Linked DNA regions of Mus musculus: region 1 is linked to region 2. Evidence: chromatin contacts called from public Hi-C data. All regions are on one chromosome and are shown on one strand. The core of a region is the stretch at or near the end of the contact, and the rest is flanking DNA. Distances in the headings are between cores, read along the strand shown.

The links. Hi-C and Micro-C count contacts between places; a contact is called where the count stands out from the background.
Region 1: a Hi-C map of regulatory T cells shows a contact between it and region 2, with 1.9 times the contacts expected there. The contact joins two enhancer-like sites. A contact is called at or near these places in 2 of 15 datasets of contacts at CTCF or cohesin (CD8 T cells and large pre-B cells), 24 of 484 Hi-C or Micro-C datasets (the 63-12 cell line, B cells, CD4 T cells and 17 more) and 8 of 115 datasets of contacts at active chromatin or transcription factors (CD8 T cells, acute myeloid leukemia, bone marrow-derived dendritic cells and 5 more).

What each region holds. Positions count from the first base shown.
Region 1 is chr1:128,823,417-128,830,237 of GRCm38.p6, reverse strand. No RefSeq gene overlaps it. Among named protein-coding and RNA genes, the nearest start is that of Gm23056, 59 kb to the left of the region's middle. Within about 2 kb of position 4,732, at least 65 of the 459 cell types and tissues checked have an H3K27ac peak or open chromatin away from gene starts, as enhancers often do. A contact at or near this core is called in the 63-12 cell line, B cells, Th2 cells and 2 more, where this site is marked.
Region 2 is chr1:128,762,484-128,769,310 of GRCm38.p6, reverse strand. No RefSeq gene overlaps it. Among named protein-coding and RNA genes, the nearest start is that of Gm23056, 120 kb to the left of the region's middle. Within about 2 kb of position 2,155, at least 69 of the 459 cell types and tissues checked have an H3K27ac peak or open chromatin away from gene starts, as enhancers often do. A contact at or near this core is called in the 63-12 cell line, B cells, Th2 cells and 2 more, where this site is marked.

The DNA.
Region 1 (6,821 bases), core at 3,483-5,982, 58 kb before region 2:
CCCATGTACACACACACACACACACACTGATACTGCACACACTTATAAAATACATCATACAAATATACACAGATATATACTGTACATACACCCATATGTGCATCATTCTCACACACATACAAATATATATGCACACACACACAAATATGCACCTTGCACACACACAAACACATGCACTGTACATACATAAACACACATACAGATACACTGTACATGCATGTAAATGCACAGACTATGTACACACATACAAAATACATCATTCTGACACACACACAAACACATACCTTACAGGCACACACCTTACACACATACATACATACATACATACATACATACATACATACATACATACATATAAACAGGCACAAATTACATAGGAGAAATAAAGGAGCAAGCATAACATATGTGTTCTCAGAGAATAGTATCAGGAAGCAGGAAGACAGCTTTTCCCACGGCCTGTGCCTGTTTAACAAAGGAGGTTTGTGCTTGAGAAGGAGGCAGGGCTGTCCCCTTCCCACCCAGTGTCTCATTTCCTCTCTGAACTCCACCCCCACCTCCCTTCTCTTGTTGCTGAAGCCCTTACATAAATGGGGTCTTAACCCATAATATCATGCCTTCCCACAGCAGTCTGAGCGTGTACTCCACAGTGAAAATGCTAATTGCACACAGAGATGTGTCTGTCTCCTTTACCCACTACAAGACTGGAAGGTCCAGGAGCGAGGCTCTGAATTTTGCTTGTTCAGTGCTGAATTTCCCCAAACTAGCATATAGTAAGTGATCAATAAAACACCCAATGGACTGTTAAATGAAGATCAGCAAAGTTTGGGCAACAGGGGGACAGAAGAGATGGCTCAGCAGTTAAGAGCGCTTGCTGCCGTTCGTTCCAGAAGACCTCAGTTTGGTTCCCAGAGGTCCAGATCGGGCAGCTCAGCTGCCTGGAGCTCCAGGCCCAGAAGATCTGACACCTTTTCTAGCCTCCTTAGGCATACACACACACACACACACACACACACACACACACACTAAAAGTTCTTTTAAAATAATATTGGGACCCTGGGTATCTACGATAGCAGGGAAATCCTCCCAGGTCCTAGTTGCTGTGGCTGCCTCAATTCAGCCTACATTCAAATTAAGTGGCAAGCGCAGCCACGGTGGCAAATTGGTACCTCGGTTTGTGCAAATCGGAGTGGGAAAGAATGTCCTGTTTCCCTGGGAAACACACAGCCCGTGAGTTTGAGCTGCTGACCCTGCCTGCCTCTGGAACATAACATCCCATCCCCTCCCTGTTTCCTCTCCGTGGAAACTGAAGATGCTTTTCCTTCAATGGAGCCTGCTCTGATGAGCACTGCTCTCCCTTCCGGGACTCAGGCACCTTGCTCCCCTCCAATGCGTGCACAGTCTGTGCACAGTCAGTCCCAAGGCCCTGTCAGGGCTCTGCTGTGGTTATATCTGTCTGTCTCAAGAGGAGAGGCAACTGGATCTCAGAAAGGACAATGGTAATGGTCACATAGCCCAAAACCACAAGGAGAAGCCCCTCATTGTGACATTAGTCAATGCTCGAATGCTTCTATACAATCAGAAATCTTGCTAAATGTTTAAGCGTCAGATTCCATTCATTTCTCCCTACCCTCCAACCCCCCAATCATCACTAATTCCTAGGCATATGACAACTCCAAGTTATGACAGGACCTGTGGAGTTACTGAGCAGCTCAATGTCCTTAGCTTAATTCCAAGTCAGTTCTTCTGTAAATCTCACCCGCAGCCTGCATGCTCTCTACCCAGCTACTAACTGGGCTTGCTTTCCTTTTCTGAGTCTCACTTATTCAGTGATGAACTCCTTCATCGGTCAGGCTTTGTCATGGGAGGGTTGACCTGTGGTCTGAGAGCAGCCAATCTTCAAAAGCACTACAAATAAAATCTTCAAAGTGTCTCTCTCCTCTCTCTCCCCCTCTGTCTCTCCCTCTCTCTATCTCTCTGTCTGCTTTTCTCTCTCTCTCTCTCTCTCACACACACACAAACACATACACACAAACACACACAAATACATACATTCACACACACTCAAACACATACACACAAATACATACATTCACACACACTCAAACACATATACACAAACACATTCACACACACAAAATATACACACTCACACATTCACACCACACCCACACATTCGCACACACTCACACATACATACAAACACACACAAATACATACACTCATACACACACTCAGACACACATACACACAAACACACATTCACACACACAGCAGTTTCTCTAGGGGCATGCACCTGACAAGCCACTGACACAGAGCCCACTCCGCACAGCCGTTTATGAAGTCCACACACATCTTAACCATTCAAATGTGCAGGGACGGTTCTGTCAGGTCCACATCAGCTTTGAGTCTAACCCTTCAGTGCTTGGTCACCCGGCCAGTGAAAGCTGCTCTTCTCGGGGTGGTAGAGCGGGGATCACGGACTCGTGAGGAACAGCAGAAGCATGGAGGATAAAGGCCACTGGGGTACAGGTTCACTTTGTTTGCTTTGTTGTGATGGAGATCACACCCACAGCCATGATACACATACCCCAGTTCTCCCACTAAGCTTGGCCCTAGTCCTAGTTGTTCCCTTCTTGACCGGGAAGTCCAGCACTCTGAAACTACAGGTTTGGAAATAACACAGATGCTGAGTTTATACAGGAGGCATCCGTGCCCCTTTAGACTGTTTGTTTCCCCAGCTACTTGTGAAGATGTCTGCTTTGACCCAGAGTTACAGATAACAAATGAGATGCAATAATATACAAAGGATCTGGTGGGGACAGTTGTCTTTGGTACTCTGCAAGACTGCTGTGACAGTTCTAATTAACTTGTCACAACCTAGAGTCACCTGGGAAGAGAGTCTCAGTTGACGAACTACGTAGATCAGGTTGGTCTGTAGACACATCTGTGAGGGATTGTCTTGACTGTTCGTCGCTCACAGTGGGACCCTAGACTCTAGAGAAAGCTAGCTGGGTGACACGCAAGGAGACATGCAGCAAGGGTCCATTCACTTCTCGCTGTTCTTGACTGTGGACCTCACACAGCCAGTCGCTTTGAGTTCCTGCCTGGACCTTCCCTTCATGATAGACTGTGACATGGAACCCAAATAAACCTTTTCCTCCCCTAAATTGCTTTCAGTCAGAGTGCTTTGCCACAGGAACAGGAAGAAAAGTAGGGACCTCTGCCTTGCACCATCTCTCTGCGAGACTTCCGGCTTACAAAGCAGGGCCTTTTTCTCTCTCTCTCTCACATGGGCCTGCCTGGAAGATCGATCCAGGAGCCATTTATATTCAGGAGAGAGAAGAGACTTCATTTGATGTACAAGCAAACATTTGTATTCTCATCTGCGAGTGGAGTGCTATGCCCGGCTCTGTGGGCACTTGATGTCTAATTGTGCCGCAAATCCAGTTTGATTGGCCGCCGTGCTTATTTATTCTCTGCATTGTAATTGCTTAGACACATTGGACCGACCAAACTTATAAATGGCAAATTAAACAAGAGGCAAATGTGCTGGCCGACATACGGGCCGTATTGATCCAGGCAGGTTGATGCAGAGCATGAAACAGGTCTTTGAACGGGCAGCCAAACTTTCCAGAACTATTGACAGTTTTCCCCAAGGCCTTTCAATAAGCACACGTCGACTCTTGGCTTTTGAATTGCCTAACCTTTGGGTGGTGAAATCGCAGCATGTTGTTTTAATCTTTTTATAATGGACTAGAGTTCAATTTAGAAAAACAAAACAAAAAACAAAACAAAATTAAAAACAAAGCATGTCTCCTGAGTGCTGCAGGCAGGAGGCTATAAAGGTTTCAAGCAGCTCTGAAGCCACACTCATCTCCCAAAAACCTGTACTACGTTCTCCATCAAACCCCACTTCTGCTGATCTTCTCTTTAAACAGAGTCCTGGGAGCAGCAGAGGCATCCCCTAGGCAACTGTTGGAGAGCGGGGATGGGGGGTAAAGGGGGATGACAGTATAAAGTCCTGAGTTCAGATCTCCAGCACCCACAGAAAAGGCTGGGCCTGGCACCACACATTGTAATGCCAACACTGGGAACCCCTGGCCAGCCAGTCTCACCAAGTCAGTAAAACACTTTGTCTCCAAAATAAGGTAGAGGGCGGGTGAGATCTCAGCAGGTGTAAGCTCTTCTTTCCTAGCCTAGCTACTGAGGACAAGCCCAGGACCCACCTGGTGAAGAGAACTGACTCCCACAAGTTGTCCTGTGACCTCCGCATGGACACCGTGACACCTCCCCTAACTCCCCAAAAGATTTTTTTTGAAAAATTAGTTTGGATTTTTTTTTTTTTTTTTGAGACAGGATCTCCTATTTAGTCCTGGCTGTCCTGGAACTCACTATGTAAACCAGGCTGGCCTTAAACTCACAGATCTCCTTTCTTCTGTCCCCAAAGTGCTGGGATTAAAGGTTTGTGTCACCACATCTGGCCTCCACACGCTCCTGGACATATGGAAACACATACAAAACAAAGTCATGACAGCTAAGTCCTCTGTCCCTTTCTCTGAGCATCTCCCTTCTCTACACGACTGGAAGCAATGGCTTGCTTGTAGCATCCGCCTAATAAAGGTATGCTGTTTGTTGGGTAAATAGCACAGGGAAAGGGCCCTGAAGAGGAAGGAGGGTTGTGGAGAACCAAATGCACCCTGGAGACCATCTACTTCCCGTTTGCCCAGAGTCGGACCCTGGGGCCCAGAGCCGACTCCTTTCCCCAGCACAGTGCTGTAAGCTGAGTGTTCATCTGGAGCAGCTAAGACTCCGACCGATTTCTGGGCTTCTTCCCAAGAGTTTCCCATCCAGCCGGGACCAAGAGGCTGCGAGTTCTTAACAAGTCACAGGCAATATCAATGCTGCTAGTGCAGGAGTCACACTTAGCAAGCCCACACCCAGGGACTGGGGGTGACTCAGTCAGTAAAGTGCTTGACTTAACTCTTAGGATCTGAATTTAATTCCCAGAAACATTTTAAAAAGAAAAGAAAAGTCAGACACAGTGGCATGCATCTGTACTCCCAGCCCTGAGGAAGTGGGAACAGAGGGATGCCTGCGACTTACTGGCCAGTCACTCCTGTCTGAGTCATCTCCAGACCAAGGAGAGCCCAACAACGGAGATAAGAGTGTGTGTGTGTGTGTGTGTGTGTGTACACATGCATGTGTGTGCCACTGTTTTAAAGGACCCAAGATTCCAGCACCCATAAAGGGCAGCTCACAACTACCTGTAGCTCCAGCTCCAGGGATCCTGACATTCTCTTTTGTCACTCATCTGCACACACTCAAGCAGATGCACACACATATACATAATTAAAAATAAAACAAATCTTTCAAATAAAAGGGTTTTTTAAAAGAAAGAAAGAAAGAAAGAAAGAAAGAAAGAAAGAAAGAAAGAAAGAAAGAAAGAAAGGAAGGAAGGAAGGAAGGAAGATCAAAGAAAACCAGTGCTGGGCAGGTGAGACTCCGCCCCCACTGCAAGCCTCTGTCTTACCTTGCATAGTATTAAAACTTTTGCTTTAAACCTCTCAAAACTTGGCTCAAACCATTGCCCAAAGGCGGGTCCAAAAATAACTACAACCAGAACGAGAATGACTTCTCCTCCTTCAAGGCATAGGGAGGTCGCTACCCTGGCATTGTGGCAGTTACTTTGAAGAATCAGAGAGCAGAAATGGAAGGTGCATCTAGCCTGTCAGAAGACTCTGCCGAGGGAGCAGGTAGAATTGGATCCTTTCTGGCAGGTTGTTCCACAGACATCATTAGCTACAGAGGTTGCCCGGCCACTAGATGGCAGTCCTCAATTGACGTTCGAGTAACTTGGGTCGTTGGCCTCTAAACCCACTGATATCCACAAGGACAATAAAAAGCAGATGATGAATTTGATGGACTAAAATAGGCTAGCTTCTCTCCCGGGAAACTTGGCATTAAACAAATTCATTTAGCAAATGCAGAGCCTAGAACAATGACCCAAAACGGGGCTGCAAGCATTCCTTTTGGTCTCTAAAGGCAGGACCAAAGTTCCCACACTTAAGTTAGGAAGCACGGAGCCAACTGGTCGTATGGGAAACAATGCAGCGGAAAAGTAAATCTGTGGACCCCCAAAACATGAGGATAAGACATCTGGCTGTTATAATGCAAGTGATAGTAACCTGAAATGAGATATTATTAAAAGATGTATTGAAGTTTTCGAGCCAGGCATGGGGACACATTCAAGAGGCTAAGGCAGAGGGACTGTGCATTTGACACCAGCACAGACTGCAGACTGAGAATCTGTCAGAGAAAGAGGGATGGGGAAGGAGAAAGAAAGAGGACTAAAATCCACAGGAGAGGAGAAACTTAAACAAGTGGAAAATTGTTTCAATATATATTTTCTGATGGCCAGCCCAAACATGGCACACTATAAATAACAGGCAGTGTTTTCCATGTCAAAGTGGAGACTCACAGCTTGTGGGCTGGAAAACTAATGAGCTATAAGCATGTATGAAATGAGGGAGCTGTCAGCATGTCCAGAGTGGGTGACGGCCACAGGGAGCAAAACCATCCAGAAAGCACAATTGCCACCCCCTCTGCTCAAACTGCCACCTCAGCCGTCTCTCACGGGAGCTGCGTGTGGACGCACTTGGGCTTCCTGTCCCGAGGCTTCAGAAAGTTAGGCATAATCCCAATAAAAATGTAGGAGGTTTTTTGGTGCTGGGATTCTCTGGATAATTGCTTTCATTTTCACTGGCCATGTTGCAGAACCCCTGAATGTTATATGGGCCTTTCCTTTATCTCGTTGACGACAT
Region 2 (6,827 bases), core at 906-3,405:
GCTAGAATTTACCTTTGTAATTGTCTTATGAGAAATCAGCATACAAGCCTTCATGTGATCCTTCTGAGAACACCCACTATGCTATTGTTAATAAGTCCTACCAACTGGCCCAAGACATTTTAACACTGGTTAACATTGCTTAGAAATCCAAGTCTCACCCGTTTTTTCTTCCATGGTGTAGCCATGGCAAGTTGCCCATGATAGTGTAAGTGACCACTCACTGATACTCCTCCAGGCGACCTCTCACCTGTGTTCTCATAAGGATCTCTTCACCTGGACCCCTGTACGTAACCTCTCACCGGTGCTCCTGTGAGAAAGCCCTCACCCAGGATCTTATAAGCAATCTTAATCCAACTCATTGACTCACAGAAAACAGAGGTGAAAATAAAGAGGGGACAAGTTAGTAAATAAAGAAAGCAGCAGTGGGTAGGGGGAGATAGGAGAGAGCAACAGGGCAAACACAACCAAAGTATACGCTTTACAGAAATGGCATAATGAAACCATTATTATAGATCATTAACGCATGCTCTTTAAAAAGCTTGTTTAAAAGATCAAAGCGCCTGGTCTCTAGTTCTGCTTTAAACTGTCTGGTCTGAGAGGGACAACTGAGTTGGCTGTTTATTCTCATAAATCATCCACTTTTCCAGATCACTCCTTGTGATTCCTGAGTCATAACCAGTGGGGAACAGACTCACTCATAAACAGATTATGAAAATTCAACAGTTTAAAATCTAACAGGCCAGCCTACAGACTTGTCACAGATGAATGATACTCTGGGGTCATAAAACCATAACGGGCACACGGCGAAGATGACACCCTGCCGATCTGACTCCTTCCCTCCTTGGAAAGATGGCGATGTTTCCTCTGGGACCCACGGAAAACGCCATGCATGGTATGGAGTGTACCTGCTATCCCCAGCACTGGGAAGTAGAGACAGCAGGATCCCTGGGGCTAGCCAGGCAGCCTCCATACTCAAGGAGCTCCAGGTTCAGGGAGAGACAGTGTCTCAAACAAACAAGGTGCTTCATCCATGAGGAGCAATTGAGGTTGTCTTCTGACTTCCACATTCATGCGTAAATGTGCATGTACAGGCATGCCCACACAAACACGCACCAAGGAGATAAAAGACTGTACTCTGCTTTGACTAGATGTTGCAATACCTGCTCAAGCCATCCACGGCTCAGTCATGACTGAGAATGGACTCCAGGTTACAGAGTGAAACTTTCCTTTCATTCGGAAGGATTGTACAGCTGTAAATGTAACTTTCATTCGCCTGATGTAATTGTCATCTCTGTGGCTTAATGCCCGGTAAACCCTCACTTTCTAGTTCTTTCTGAACTCTAGCTGGCTGGTTCAACTAGCTGTTCTAGACCAAATTCCTCTCCAAACTGACTGATTCAATCTGGCTTCAATCTCAGCTTCTGACTGAGTTGCTCTGCTCTGCTTGGCCTCAAACTAACTTTGGTAATCTGCTCTCGTCTTCTAGCTCATTCTGTCTTCACCTGTGTCTCGCTGTTCTCTCTGAAACCTGTCTCTGTAAAACTGTCCTGGTTAAAAACTGCTTCTGAACTCCATGGACTGAAAGGCCAACAAATGAACTGCCATGAACTTGACTTCACTCCACTGGCTCTCAATAGACTGAAGTGACTGCTGCTCTCTCTGCACTGTTCTTAAGCCGCCTCTCATTTCTGCCTGCTCTTGCGAGAATTGGGCACATCCTATCTCTGACTCATTCTGCCAAACCTTTCTCTGATTTGTCACTTTGACCATCCCCTAATTAAACATCACTTTTGACCATGGCTGCTTCCTTCTACAAACTAACCTTACTTCATTGTTAGGGATTAAAGGTGAGTACTAAGGGTGTATCTATATTCCAGATCATATTATAATCCAGGGAATGCCTGCATTCCAGCCAGATCATATAGACCTTGGATGTTTTTGGATGTGATTCCTTACCAGAGCGACCATGTTGCTGGTTTAAAATTGCTCTACACACAGCCATCTTAGGGGCCGTGCTAAAGGGTAGTAGTCACTTTCACAAATGAAACTGCTAAGGGAAAACAAAGCTACCATCAGATGACATAGCACATCTCCATGCATAGTCGGTGGATGGAGTGGTATTGTTTCGTTACCCTTCTGGCTGCTTTTACACCAGCCTGCTTCCTGTCTGAGTCTTCTATGCAAAACCTGACCTTAAATTGGGCTGGCTAGTGCCAACTTAAAGCTTTGAGGTTTTCTCGAGTATTGAATACCACTTTTGAAAGGCTAGAAAAAAAAGAAAACAGGATGTATCTATCTGAGGTTCACGGGTACTTGAAACCTATGTTGTGAGGTCTTCTGCGGGGGCTAGCCACCTGATACAAGATTCTCCACGTGTGACCTTTCTTAAACACAGAGTCAAACGTGTGACTTCCCTACAGTCTAGCCTCATCGTTAAACAGATATCCCAGCTTCAAGCCTGTGCTCTTCATCTTGATAGACCATCCAAACCTCTGCCGCCCAGGGACTGTGTTTATGAAGCCATCTGCCTAGGCTCTCCAAGTCATGGCTCTGAGCCTAGCTGCTCGCAGTCCACTCTACACACAAAGGAAAGCAACTCTTCCCCCCCCCCCTTCCTTTTCTCTTTCTCCCTCCCTTCCTTGTTTGCTTTGGGGTGTGTATATGTGTACACACAAGCATGCAGAGGCCAAAAGTTGAAATCAGGTGTCTACCTCAATAACTCTCCACCTTAAAAAAAACAAAAAACAAAACACAAAACAAAACAAAACAACAACAACAACAAAAAAAACCAGGGCACTTTGTTGAACTCGGAGCTGCTGGTTTGATTTGGATAGACTGACTGGCCACAGGCTCCTCCTTGCTCCAGCTCCACAGTGCTGAGATTACAGGCACGTATCATTACCTCTAGCTTTTTTGTTTAAACACGAGTGTTGGCATAGAGAGCCCAGCTCCTCGTGTTTGCCTGGGTAGCCCTTTATTGACTGAACCCACTCCTCCCCTTCTTTTATACTGAAGTTCATGACACCAGCAAGGGTCAGTACCTTCTTTGGAATACAGGGACTCATTGATCAATGAAAAATAAAGAGACATTTATCTTCTCACATCCAGTTTTTAAAGCTATAATCTTCCTTTATTCCATGGTATTAATTGCAGAAATCGTTCAGAAAAACCAGTTCATCCGACTGATATTGCCACTGAACTTCTGATCTGTATTTTAGAAGCTTCTGGACCCTCTTTTGATCCCCCCTTACAGAAGTTTGGAAGCAAGTGTTGTATACAGTTTTCAGGAACATATGTCAAAGATATCATATTTTATATGTCAGAGAGGAAGGCTATGAAGCCATGCAGGAGGGAGGGAAGAAGACGTGGGGATCTCCTGGCTCTAGGCTTGGACTGTCTGGGCAAGTACTTTCAGTGCCCTCCTGGTGAAACCCAGCTGCCCACACAGAGTCAGAACAGATTTGACAAAGGTTAACCAACCATCTTGGGGGAACTTCTGTGGCCACTAACAGTTATCTGAAAACATGGGCCTGAGGTTTGTCATACCTTACTGGGAGACTCACAGTTCCGGGGACTATCAGTAGTGTCTGTCAGTCTGAGGAGCAGTGGGGATTTCCAACACTAGGGGATGAATGATCATTCCTTGTTGGTCAGGGTCCCCCAAGGGTCCCCTTATAGTCTTGTAAATGCAGCCCCGTAGCACCATTCTCCAGAGGAAGAAACAGGTCAGGAGAAGCAGAAAAGAAAGCGAGCCCTAAGTGCAAGTCTTCCATCCAGAGAACTGACCTGTGCATCCATGGCCTCATCTTTAAAACCGGGCTAGTAATCTCTGCCTAGCTGGGTTTTCAGAAGAGAATATATGCAATGGCACTTTAAGGATGTAAAAAGCACCAAATAAGTGAAATATGTCAACACAATGTTCATTTATGACACCAACTGGCCACCAGGAATGAAATTGCTAAAGTCACTTGTAGACATTTGCTGATGCGGTAAAAAATTCGAACAAACTAAAAGTCCACAGATTTCAGAAATGACTCAGTCAAAGGAGAGCTTGCTGTGCAAGCATGAAGACCTGATCTCAACCCCCAGAATCCATGAAGAGGAGAAGGAGGAAAAGGAGGAGGAGGAGGAGGAGGAGGAGGAGGAGGAGGAGGAGGAGGAGGAGGAGGAGGAGGAGGAGGAGGAGGAGGAGGAGGAGGAGGAGCCCAGTGTGATGGTGCATGCTTGTAAGGGCAGAGCTGGGGAGGAGACAGACCGTGCGCACTTCTAGGTATCAAACTCAGATCCTCATGTTTGTTCAGCAACTATACCAACTGAACCAGCTCCCCGAGCCTCACCTAAGCCTTCCTACCACCTTCCATAGGTTTCCTTATCCCTATTTGGTAGGAAAGTAACAGAATATAAACAAGATCTTACATTGCTTTTCATCCTAGTGTTAGTTATGTGGCAGATCCAGGGCATTCAACCTGTCCCCTTCAAAACCTGTCTCCCCACCCCACCCCTGCCTCCTTTTGCACCCTTAAAGGCAAAAGAACTGGATTTGTGTCTAAAGCCTTCTGAGAGGGGCTGGGTGTACAAACCTAAGAACCTGAGTGAGGCCAAGCCCCAACCCCATGTTAAAGGCTGGGCATGGGGCGTGTGCATTTGTAACCCCAGTACCTGGAATGTGGCTATAAGAGTCCTGAGCTCCCTCCAGACACCCAGCCAAGCAGCAATCTGCAGATGCTATGAGAGAATCTATCTCAGAAAACAAGGTGTGTGGCCCCTGAGGAATGACAGACAATGTTCACCTCTGCTGCTTCCCCAACACCAATTAACAAGCCTCTTGAGACTAAGCTTAACCCTTCCTCTTCCTACGAGGCTCCATGCTTCAAGTCCATCCCAAACCTCTTGTGAAAACACCAGCTCTTGAAGAACAGATATGGATATTACCCCCTCTCTGCAATCCTGAATTAGTAATCATGGCATTGACTGACTACCTTTTTGAAAATTATATTTATTTATCTGTGTTTGTGTGGGAGAGGGTAGAGTCTTGGGCATACCGCAGCATGCATGTAGATACCTACTGAACTCTCCCACAGTCCCTCCCTATTTTTTGGAAAGCATACAGGGATAAGCAAGAGTTGCCCTGTCTTGGTCAAAGTGTGTCCATATTGGCAGTAGAGGGACAGGCATGCTCCAGTTCCCCAGGCCTGAGCACAAACATTTGTCTTTGCTGAAGCTTCTCTCTGCAAGGAGGTCGGAAGAGTGCACATCCACCCTTGCCAGGAGCAGCCAACTCAGCTGACCACTCAACACGCTTGCCCACATTTAATCATATACCCTGGGAATCAATTGTGGAATTGATGTATATACACATACGAGCAGGTATACATGAACTGGTGTGTGTACATGTTCATGTGGCTGCATGTAGGCGTTAGGAGGGTGCACGAATGTGCATGCATTTGCAGGCATGCACGTGGAGGTTAAAGGTCAACCTGAGGTGTCATTTCTCAAGAGTCGTCTACCCTGAGTTATTTTTTATTGTTATATCTTCATGCTCCTTTATTTTTTAATTAAATCTTTGTATTCCTTTATTTTTAATTAAATCTTCATGTTCCTTTATCTTCTAAATTGAATCTTCATGTTTCTTTGTTGAAGCCATTCCTAATTCTTATATATTTATGTATCTTGTAGTCAGAGACCTGTGCAAAAATGGCATCTAATAAAGTTTGGGTTAAAATTTACCAGTTCTACCTAGTTTCTTGAGATGAATCTCTCATGAGGGACCTGGAGTTCTCCAATTATTTTATGCTGGCTGGCCAGTTAGTTCCAATAACCCGTCTGTCCCTGTCTCCTCAGTACTGGGATTATATGCACATACTGGTACACCTAACTTTATGCATGGACACTGACTAAGTTTCAAGCCCGGGTTCCCTTTCTTGGGTGGCAAGCACTTTACCAAATGAGTTCCCTTCCCCAGGCCCCAGTTACAGACTTTTGACTGAGTAGATCTTAGTAGCCCACAGCCTGGAAAACGTTGCTGCCGTAGATGTCCCCAGCATCCATGTGGAATATCCTGCATACAGGGTCAAGTCCCAGCCTGAAGATTTACTCAGGGATCCCAGAGCAGAGCCTCCACAATTTGTCTAAGGAAAGAAGCAGCCTTACCTGAGCATGCGCGTGCATTTGATGGCTCCAATCATTTCCAGACCATTTAACACTTCCACTCATGTAATGGTTGATTTTCCAGGTCACAGATTTTATGGGTTCACTCACCACTTACAGGATAACTATTGATTGTTTAATTGGCAGGCGAATACTATAGAGAAGACAGGAAAATCAGATGGTAAACACTTATAGCTTAATTGCCTGGTTATCTTTGAGCTTTCCTGGGTAGCGGTCATTCACTTTCAAAGTTACATTTATTCCTAGAAAAATCTCAGTCAAGGCTTGGGGATGTGGCTAAAGTGCTTGCTTGGCTAGCAGAAGGTCACCCTGGGATCCAGAAGATCCTACTCAAAATGATAGAAGAACAATCTCCATTGATCTCCATTGATCATCATGAAAACCATTATTATGAACCATTAATATATGCTAATAACACTTTTTAATGGCTGTGTATCTTTATTTACATATAATAGTCCATATCACTGTTTGGAACATCACAAGAAAACCACATTTAATCAAAAAACAAAAGAATGTCAGCCCTGAGCACACGGCCTGCAGACTTGCCAGTTTGTCTTCCCAAAAGGCCACTTCCTGCTTATCTGAGCTCAGTGAAGGTAGCAAATGGTTTCTTAAGGGTGTGCACCAGGCTTTTCCAATGAGATTGAGACCTGGGGAAT